Linked DNA regions of Zea mays: all the other regions are linked to region 3. The links are chromatin contacts, called in public Hi-C maps. All regions are on one chromosome and are shown on one strand. The core of a region is the stretch at or near the end of the contact, and the rest is flanking DNA. Distances in the headings are between cores, read along the strand shown.

Region 1 (3,612 bases), core at 360-2,859, 160 kb after region 3:
AGGATGATGATCTTCTGAACTATAATATTAAGAACGAAACATCATAAAGAAAAATTAGAAAGTAGAAAAAAAAGTTTAGTTACGTTAACATTTTCCATTTCCAGTCTAAATAGTGGAATCAGTCAAGAGTTTACTCTTTACAAGACAACTACTCAAAGGGCAAAATTGTGAAAGGCACATACATACAGCTATACGTTGCTGGTTTAATCCACCCTCGGCATGAATAAATATAAACCCAGAAGTTTCATTCTCTGACACGAGGTCTGCAAAATAGAGATCAAACTGGTTATTGTCAGGATTGAACCATAGCTTTTCAAGTGAATGTCTTGTGCTAAGTTGCTGCTTGGTAAACAAAAATAATAATGAGGAACTAACGTGATTTGAAAAGTCATGGCTTACAAAGTTAAAATTCTTTCCTAAGAGGGCATATAGCCATGCACAATTGAGATCCTAGACATGGTGCTTTGGTAAAAAAATTGGCAGGTGCTTAAGTTATCTCTTCAAGCTTAAGATGTGCTAACAAATTGGCTGAGCCTATTTAGACTCCGATTTGATTCAGATAGATTAACTTTTATACAGATGCTGGGCGTGACAACATCATAACTTTTTTCTTGGCATAATTGTCCTATTTAAAATTTACTCTGCGGTTATACAGATTGCACATCCATGATTATTTTCTCCAACCAGTGTAATTCCAGACTAAGAGTGGCACGTCATCAAATGAAAAACTGTCATGGCTCACATCCAAGTCACTAATAACAAATCAGGGTCATAAATACAGCAAACTAGGATGCAACTAAAGCAGCCACCCAATTAGCATCAAACTTTTAGCCAGAACACTCTGATTTTGTACTTGCCTGAGACTTCATGACTCTGACGCTCAGCACACGGCTTCCACCAAGTTGCTGCAGCATGAGGATTCTCCCACAGAGAGTCCCGCTGCCTCACCTACATCATAACACCAAGCCAAACAAAATCACATTCAGGCTCCAATCACATTGCATGCACAATCAGGTTCCCCTGAATGCGTTGCTCAAGTGAAGGCCTCTTTACCCTGGGGCAGTGGAGCCGAATCCCCTCCTTGCGGCACAGGTACGGCGCGTTCTAGGGTCCAGCAGCAGCACGAGCGTAAGCAGCGAGTCTGATATCTCGATGAAACGTAACGAATATGATACGAGAGGAAGCGATCAGGGAGCCAAGAACTGACGAGGCGTGTCCAGACGAAAGGCGCGAAGAAGAGCGCAGTGAGCGCGAAGCAGGCGATTGCGGCGACGAGAATCCGGTAGGAGGCGGAAGCCGTGGGGGACCTGGGGTCCTCGAGCGCGAGGAGGGAGCGGAAGGGGGGGCGGGAGTGACCACCTTGGCTGGGGGCGGAGGCCGTCCTTGCCGCCGTCGACGCGGGGGGACGCGACCAAGGGCGAGGACGCGGACGCGGCCTCGGCGTCGCGCTTGGATGGGGAACTGGTGGCGCGGGTCGCCGCCGTGGCGTGCCGCAGCTCGGCCATGGCGCCGCCGCGCGGCGTATCTGTGGCGGGTGCCGCTTCTTCTTCAACCTTGCTCCTTCCGCGGTGGCGGCGCTGGTGTGTGTCGTGTCGCGGTTGCGGAGGCGAGGCGACGGCGGCGAAGTAATCTCCCGAGTCCCGGCTCCCGAGAGAAGTGAGGACAGAGTTGGGTCGGGTTCGAAAAAACAACGGGGAACAAACTACCCAGTCAGGCCCACACAGCCCTGTTGTAGTCTTGTAGACCTTAGCGTGTTTCTAGTTCACCATCTCTCGGTCAGTCAAGTCAGCCCTCACTTCATTCTCGCGCCCTACTCCAGTGCACAGTAACCTCAGTCTATAGCTACATCAATTTTTCTATTTCAACATTAAGTAATTCACATACATTTATTTTAGCACTCAAAAATCACACAACATTTTTATAAAAATTAAAATACAAAGTACACAATAATTCAAAGAAAGTACATGACAATTAAAATATATAATAATTAATAGAAAATTATATAAATCTAATGATTATTATGTCATCATACATGCTCAACCAAATCATTTAGGAGTTGTGTCTACATCGATGTGTTCGTCATCTCGTTGTCCATTTAAATCCTGGATGCTAGGCTCGCGGTTGCATTGTAGTAGACTAATGGGCCGACGGTAGAATCAACTGTCTCATATGTCTCATCCAAATCGGTATCACGCTCGTCATCGATGATCATCTTGTGCAAAATGACACATGCACACATGATCAAACCAAGAGTATGTTGAGAGTATGAACGTCCAGGAACTGCTATAATGTTGAACCGAGATTTCAACACCCCAAAAGCGCACTCGACATCTTTGCGGCATGTTGCTTGAGCATTTGTGAATAACTGATGTTTCTCACTTTATGGAAGAGGAATACCCTTGATGAACACTGGCCAGGAAGGGTATATGCCATCGGTAAGATAGTATCCCATATTGTATTTGTGTCCATTAACAATGAAGTTCACTATGGGTGCTTGACCTTGAAGGACATCCTTGAATAATGGCGACTAATTGAGTACGTTAATGTCATTGTTGGACCCGACCGCCCAAAAATGCATGCAAGATCCATCGATCATACGATGCAACGACTTCTAAGATGATAGTGGGATGTTTGATATCTGTCCTTGTGAATTGACCGACATAGGCGACCGGACAATTCCTCCATTGCCATTGCATGCAATCAATACTCCCTAGCATGCCTGGAAAGCCACAGTCTTCTGCTTTTGCTTGTAGACGCTGAGTATCAGCGACATTTGGTTGACGACAGAACTCCTCCCCATAACAATGAATGATACCCTCACAAAACTTCTCTAGACACTCTAATGTAGTCGATCTAGCTAGCTTTAAGTACTCATCTATCGAATATACAACGAATCCATAGGCTAACAAGTGCAGAGCTGCGATGCACTTTTGTAGGAGAGAGAGACCAAGTCGACCCAGATCATCTTCTCTTTGGGTGAAATACAGAGAGTATTTACCTAATCTATGCATAGTACTAAAACAATTGTCGCCTCATGTGATACCTGCGCCAAAAGTAATTCGAAGGATACACACAGTCATCGGTGAAGTAGTCTTGATGAAGCCGATCATGGGCAGACTCACGATCACGATTGATGTAACGTCGATGACTCTTCATTGAGGTTGAGCATAGACTCATCCATTGCTGCTTACAATGCATTACACATTGCACCTTCGGCTCCTTCACTTGAGTTCGTGCTCGAGGAAGATATTACGTGGAGATGAGTAGAAAAGGCGAGTTTCAAGAGAGAAATGAGATGAAATGGTGTGTCAAATGAGCTCCACCCAGGTAGGGTATTTATAGAGGGATTGGGATAAATTTGTGATTTTTTGCAATTTGTTTTTGAATCTTTTGGACTCCAAACGGTCAAAAACGGCCAGTTGCAACGGCTAGCACACGTGGCGCCACGTGGACCAATAGGAAGCTACCACCTCGCTCTCGCCTATCCCTCTCACCCGTGCACTCATCGCCTTGTCTATCTCTCGCCTGTCTCTCGTCCGCCTCTCTCCCGGACGTGTGCGAGAGCGCGCGCGAGAGCGAGGCGATACCGCCCGCTCTCGCCGGGCACGAGCA
Region 2 (3,416 bases), core at 394-2,893, 250 kb after region 3:
CAAAGGTGTGAGCATTTTAAGCCGCCTTGTCTTTTTATTTTGACATTCCCTTAAACTTTATTTTTTCCAATTAGATGCGGTCGTTTATTCTCACACATGGGCGTCCTTTTTGGTCGTGTTCAGGACTTCTACTCGAAAGTGAAGTAGCATTCATGGACTATGTTAGGGAAGTTCGTTATTAGGCAACTGAATTGTGGGTTTGCGTTTACTGCTACAAACGGGCTCTAAGGCAGCATCACAATGTCCGATGCGTATTTGATTATTGTGGGTTGTTGGAAAGTTGCTGTTTTTTCTGCTCAACAGAATGTGTAATTGAGATTTTCTTGAATTAGAAAGTTGTTGTTTTGCAACGGGTATTGACATATAATCCCTCATTTCCTTACCGTACCGTCTGGAAGTTCTGAACACAAACGCATTATATATAGCATGCTTGTTAGAACTGGACGGATTTTCAGGAATCATGAACAACCTTCTATATTAAAAATGGTAATTTGAATGATACGAAATATACATAAAAAATGGAACTACTCTTTTAATGGCAATCCACCAGAATGGTAGTCAACTAGTCATGATGGTCGATAAACATGAAACCGCATATGAGATGAGAAAGTATCCAAAGTAGCCTTTAGAAGATTTTTTTGCGCTTCAACTCTCGTCGTTGCTGATGCTTTGTCGGTTTGTCCGCATGTTCTTCTTGCATGCATGGCCGGCCTTGGCGTTGCCTTCCATCTACCAAGCTTGCGTGCTCACGGTTCTTGGCGCTGATCGATCGTGACACCATGGACAGGAGTTCACTCTCCCCGTGCTCCCATATGCTCCATTCTGCAGAACGCCGCCGTACGTGAAACTCTGCAACTTCCTTTCATCTATCGGACCACCGCGCGCTCATGCAACACGCCGCGCCGGTCTTCCTCCGCCTTGTCAAACACGACGGACGACACGATCCCTGACCACACGCCGGGGCAGTGGTAGGCCTGGCGGCAGAGGGTATGCGCCACCTGGTTCCCCTCTCGGTACACGTGCCTCACGTCGCATTCTTGGAAACGGCGAAGCAGTCCATGGATCTCCTCCTGCAACGCCACGGGGATCCGCGTCTGCGTGTCCTCGCCGCGGAGCAGCTGTACCAGCACGAGGTCGTCGCCCTCGACCACCAGCCGCTGCAGGTTAAGCCCAAGCGCCAGGCGGAGGCCGCGGATCATCGCGCGCGCCTCCACTATGCCCACCGTAGAGTGCTCCGTCGGCTCGGCGAACGCGAGCACGACACGGCCGGCGCTGTCGCGGATGGCGCCGCCGATGCTGGCTCGCGCCGAACCATCGTGGTAGACGGATCCGTCGAAGTTGAGCTTGCACCAGCCGCGAGGTGGCGGCGACCATTGCACCAGGACGACGCGGCCAGGATGGTACGGTCGTGCCCATGGAGAAAGCTGTGGCGTGGGGTGGCATAGATTGGATGTGGACGCCGCCGTCGCTGCTATAGAGCACGCCATCCCGTGGTGGTTCGATCAGAGTACTGATCTTGCAGCGCGTCTGTAGACGGTGGATGCTGGAGGGCGTCTGTAGCCGGTGGATGATGGAGGGTGCTGTACTGCTGTGTCGACGAGGTGGCTCTATATTTATAGGTACCTGATGAAAGTGGATGAGGATGGAGGGTCCTGTCCGCACCAGGTGCCAGGTGGCTGTGTACGCTGGGTGAAGCGTCCCGTGCAAGCAACCTGAGATGCGCAACCAAATTAAAACGAGGAGGGGGCTTGCCATTTTTCTGATCTTTGTCCGAATTCTCGTCTCCCCTCCCGGGCAAGGCAAGCAGCGTCGCGTCGGTTCGGCCGGTGGCGCTCGGCGACGAGCCGATGGAGATCCCCCCGCCTGAAGATCGACGGCGAGACGTCGCATCTCCTGCGCAACCTGCTGGCGCTGTGGCGCTGGAGCCTGGAGCAGAGCAACCTGGCGGAGGCGGGCAGCCATGGTCGCCGCTGTCTGCGTCCTCTTATTCATGTCCACCACGCCTGCACCGCGTCGGCGACATCTCTGCCTTTACCACCGGCCGGCTCCAACTTCACCGCCCTCGTTCGTACACGACGGTCTACGACCTGCAGCGGTTCGCCACCTCCTCCGACAGTCCGAACCTCCGACTTCGACGCGGCGGTGGCCGACGGTGACGGCGACATGGAGTCAGTACCCCTTGCCTTCACAGCAACGCCGCCGCCTGAAGATCTGGACTCAGATACGTAAGCAAACTTGAGATGGACAACCAAATTATATCCTAGCACGCCCCTATGGCTTGCGAGCATTCTGATTTTTTTTCCGGGTTCCGAATCCACAAACATGAAACGGTGGCAGACTAGTACGTGCTCATAAACCAAAGAGACTATGACCAAAGACAGACTAAGTGACTGCTTGTTTCATCTTATAGATTATATAATCTGGATTATAATTTAAATTATATAATTAAGATTATAATCTAAATATAGTTGTTTGGTAGTTTAGGTTATACAAATGTAGATTATTCACCAAGACAACAATGCCCTTATTTGTTTATTTGAGCTGAGAAAAAAGGATGGCATATATTGTAATTTCTATTTACATAACCATGGATAGTGGGTCTTTTACCAAAATAATCTTAAATAAGCTACTTTTGAGGTGATTATGAGATTATCATAATCTGAACCTATAATTTAGGTGTTTGTTTACCTACTGGATTATTTGCGCTGGATTATATAATCTGAAGAGATTATAATCTAAAACAAACAGAGCCTAATACATGCTCATAAACGGTGGCAGTCATTGAGTCAGTTTATTAAAGAACTATGACCAACAAATATGACAAACATGAAAGCTAGTAGTAGACTGAGTGGTATTGTTGGAATCTTATTCTCATTCTTTGTGAAAAGGTTCATTGTTTATCCATTGGCGCGTGACAATCGAAAACAACATGTACATGGGTAAAAACTATGAAAATTAGAGAACTATTTTTTTGTATTTAATTGGATTTGACCAAATATATATCAAATAAAAAATTCATAATAGAAAGCTAGCGTAATAAAAAAATAAAATCAACAATATAAATTTGATACAAGTTTGGCTCAATTTAAATATGTGACTTTTGCCTAAAATTAATCTTGTGTGTAGGACACTTTTTTTTATAATGGAAACAAAAAATGTTCCAGCCTTTTGTAGTTTCCTACATACGGCATTGCAGATTGAAAATTAATAAAACATGCATCATTAAAAAAATAACATTCTTGACAAGAACTTGTTCTCGAATCAAGCGTCCTTTAATCTGGCATTAGAACTCCAACCATGTTTTGCAAGGATTTCCATTGCCACCATCTCTAAGGATTGACATACCACAAGAATCTCTTGGTGAGCATCTTGTTTCTGCAATAATCTCCAGAGTCAGAGCCAATACGTCCCCCTGA
Region 3 (3,743 bases), core at 216-2,715:
ATTTAAACAAATGCTCAAAAATACACAACACATACACTATTAATAAATCATTATTTTAAATTTGTAGTCAACTAAGGTTTCATTCAATGATTCAATATTTACCTATTTGTTTTAGTTTTAGGGAAATATATTATATAATCTCTATCAAGATTTACTTTAATACATAAAGAATATTTTGTATAGTCCTCAAAGAGGATAATCTATTCTAATAAACCAAAACTCTTTCTATTACCTATTTGGCTATTTCTTGAAACTCACTAACTGAATTTTCTGTTTCTATTTTATTTTTTTAACATTATTATTTATTTTAGAAAGGTTGAATTCTAAAGTATAATTATTCATTAGAAATACTTTACTTTGATTTCTTTTATTAATCTCAAATTTAGGATTTTTAGGTGTTACAAAAGGTTGGCCATGTTGCAGTAAAGTGGGTCTGGCTTGGTAACATGTTGTGGGCCTAGCCACAACATCGAGGCCCGTGAAAGCTTGCCAGGGCGGGTTTGCCTAAATTCCAAACCGATTTATTTTAAAATCAATTTTTGACATGGGAAATTGGAAAACATATTTTTGGAGTAGTTTACTACTGGAATAAGATAACCATCTCTCTATATTGCAAGGATCATGACCAATTAAGGTATCTAATGTCCCCAATTGAACAAAAAAATCTACTGCCTCTCTTTTGCCCTTCTAACGAGCTGAGCTCTACATTGTTGTTCAGTGTTCGATGAACATACTATAAACGATGACGCTTTAGGCATGTTGACTGACCTAGGACAACCCAATGATATCCTTGCCCTGATAGGTTCTTCCATGTTTACTAGTTTGCTCGAAAACATAGTTCTTGGTCACATAAGCGTGATTGATTATGGTTTGATGATTTCCTCATAAATATATTTGTTCTACGTTTTGTAAGGTCTGTTCGTTTTTATCTCAATCCATGTGGATTGGAGGAGAATGGATGAGTTTAAATCCATAGCAAGTTAAAATATTTTTTTTCTCAAATCACATCCAATCCATGTGGCGTAGTAACAACCGAACAAGGACTAAATGTGTATTTAGCCGTGTTCTCCCATCCGTAATAACTTGACGATCTAACTCTAGCTCATGTATGATCTAATCTAATCCATAATGACTTGACGAACTAACTTTAGCTCATGTATGATCTAATTAGTCGTCAACATAATTTTTAGAGTGTATTTGATTTCTAGAGACTAATTTTTAGTTCTAATTTATTCTATTTTAGTTTCTAAATTATTAAACATAGAACTAACACTCTATTTCAGTTTTTATATTTAACAATTTAGAGAATAAATAGAATAAAATAAAAAGACTAAAAATTAGTCCCTTAATACCGAGAAGTATTTATCTGTGTTTAGGTTTCAACAGGCAACAACCTAGTAAAAGGAACGCTGCGCTGTTTCATCGTCATGTATTCTTTTTTATGATTATGTTGTCATCATATGCTGACTAATGACTAATCATCTTGTCCCTACTCCAATGGCATCCACCTTTCAACCAAAAGGCATTACATCACCTCAAAAGAATTGTACGCTACTCCAGTAATATTTTCATGTGGAGTAGGAACCTAACAAGGAAGTGCTACTGCAAAGTGAAAGCTCTTGGGTTGGTCGGAAGCAATGGATGCTGCTCCGGCGACATCGGCGGTTGCAGTTGCAGTTGCCGTCATCTTCGCGGTTGTAGCATCGCTCCCAGTACTGCTCCGCCTCCTCTATGCCAGTGCCGGCGGCAAGACGAATCCGAAGGCACCCCTGCCTCCCGGCTCATTCGGTCTGCCTTTCATCGGGCAGACGCTCAGCCTGGTCCGCGCCCTCCGCGCCAACACCGCCGACGACTGGCTCCGGCGGTGGTTAGCCATGTACGGGCCTGTGTCGCGGTTGCGCCTCTTCGGCTGCCCGACGGCCTTCCTCGTTGGCACCTCTGCCAACAAGTTCATCTTCGCCAGCGCCGCGGTGACCGCCAAGACCCCCGAGTCCTTCGCTCGGATGGTCGGCCGCCGGACGATCAGGGATGTGGTCGGCGACGAGCACCGCCGCGTCAGGGCCATGATGATGCAGTTCCTCAGAGTGGACGCCGTCAAGAGGCACGTCGCCAGCATGGACGGCGAGGTCCGGCGCCACCTCGACGCGGAGTGGCGCGGCCGTGGCACCGTGGCCGTGATGCCGTCCATGAAGTCACTCACCTTCGACGTCATGTGCACCGCCATCTTCGGCCTCGGGACGGGTGCCGTCCGCCGGGATCTTTGGACTGAGTTCCAGGAGCTGGTGAGGGGCATCTGGGCGGTCCCGGTCAACCTGCCCTTCACCGCATACAGCCGGTGCCTCGCCGCGAGCCAGCGTGGGCGCCGCGCCGTCGCCGGGGTCATCCAGGAGAGGAGGGCCAAGCTGGAGCGTGGGGAGAGCTCGCTGGCCAGCGACGTTGTCACCCTTATGCTCACGGAGGGCCTGCCCGACGAGGAGATCATCGACAACGTCATGTTTCTCATGGTCGCCGCACACGACACCACCGCCGCCCTCCTCACCTTCCTCATCCGGCAGCTCGACGCCGACAAGGAAGCTTACGACAGAGTTGTCCAGGGTAATTAGCTTCGTCATAGCTAGCTCCAGCATACACGCTGACGCTGATGGGTTGTTCTAATCCATGAACGATGGAATGAATTCGATCAGAGCAAGAAGAGATTGCGCGGAGCAAGGTGGCCGGGGAGGCTCTGTCGTGGGAGGACCTCGGCAGGATGCGGTACACCTGGTTGGCGGCGATGGAGACGCTGCGGATGGTGCCTCCGGTGTTCACCATGACGAGGAAGACGGTGGACGACGTCGAGTACGGAGGCTACCTCATACCCAAGGGCTGGCAGGTGATCCACGCGGCCAACATGACGCACTGGGACCCGGCCATCTTCCCGGAGCCCGGCAGGTTCGACCCAGCTCGGTTCGAGAACCCGTCGGCGGTGCCACCCTTCGCCTTCGTGCCGTTCGGTGGCGGCGCGCGCGTCTGCCCCGGGAACGAGTTCGCCAGGGTGGAGACGCTGGTGACCGTGCACCACATCGTGACGCGCTTCAGGTGGAAGCTCGCCGCCGGCTGCGACCGCAGCTTCTCCAGGTTCCCGCTGCCGTACCCGTCTCAGGGACTCCTCATCGACATCGAGCCTATTCAGAAATGAATGATTTGCTTTCTCGATTGCATTTCGTCCAGTTCGCCTTGTAAAATCAATATGCCAATATGAACCATCTGCGAATCTACAGTTATATTTTGGGTTTGCTCGACGTACAAAAGTTAACTGAATTTTATATACAGAGAAGAATCCTAGTGACCCCCACACCCCCCAAAAAAATTACAAAATGTACAGCATGGCTAATTCCACACCCCCCCCCCCCCCCCCCCCCCCCCCCCGCCCACTCTTGGCTTTGTGCACATTGAGCAATGCAGTTCTGTCATCTACTGTTGTCGAACAAGAACAGGTACCGGAATCTTGAATCGAATGGGATGACGCTGAAACTGCGCACTCCAAGAAGGCGCTGTGTATGTGACGACGATGTATCTTGGACTGCAGCGAGTTGGTCTAGTGTTAGATGACGGCAGATCCAGTCGGCAAGCAGAGAGTCCTCCACAATGCCCTTGGCATAGCTCTGCAGTAACTTGGGGACCATAAGCTCCCCCTTGTCATTGACACCAACAGATGCTCGGATGTAGTCTCTCATTGATTCTTGTAGCTCGGCTCGAACATT

The links. A called contact is a pair of places that touch in the nucleus more often than the background predicts.
Region 1: a contact with region 3 is called in a Hi-C map of root tip, with 4 times the contacts expected there. The contact joins the promoter of LOC100383057 here to the promoter of LOC103626352 in region 3. A contact is called at or near these places in 10 of 25 Hi-C or Micro-C datasets (bundle sheath, ear, leaf and 2 more).
Region 2: a Hi-C map of ear shows a contact between it and region 3, with 2.7 times the contacts expected there. The contact joins the enhancer-like site here to the promoter of LOC103626352 in region 3. A contact is called at or near these places in 2 of 25 Hi-C or Micro-C datasets (ear and tassel).

What each region holds. Positions count from the first base shown.
Region 1 is chr5:52,900,516-52,904,127 of Zm-B73-REFERENCE-NAM-5.0, reverse strand. LOC100383057 (O-fucosyltransferase family protein) reads right to left here and starts at 1,609. Exons shown (of 11, transcript NM_001175733.1): 1 at 1,360-1,609; 2 at 1,054-1,104; 3 at 858-948; 4 at 187-263.
Region 2 is chr5:52,804,603-52,808,018 of Zm-B73-REFERENCE-NAM-5.0, reverse strand. It overlaps LOC103626349. Among protein-coding and RNA genes, the nearest start is that of LOC103628200, 12 kb to the right of the region's middle. Within about 2 kb of position 1,643, at least 6 of the 20 cell types and tissues checked have an H3K27ac peak or open chromatin away from gene starts, as enhancers often do. A contact at or near this core is called in ear, where this site is marked.
Region 3 is chr5:53,056,449-53,060,191 of Zm-B73-REFERENCE-NAM-5.0, reverse strand. LOC103626352 (cytochrome P450 716A1) reads left to right here and starts at 1,465. Exons shown (of 2, transcript XM_008646758.4): 1 at 1,465-2,595; 2 at 2,685-3,309. The coding sequence starts at 1,638. The coding sequence ends at 3,178. LOC103626351 reads right to left here. Exons shown (of 12, transcript XM_008646753.4): 12 at 3,239-3,743. The coding sequence ends at 3,450.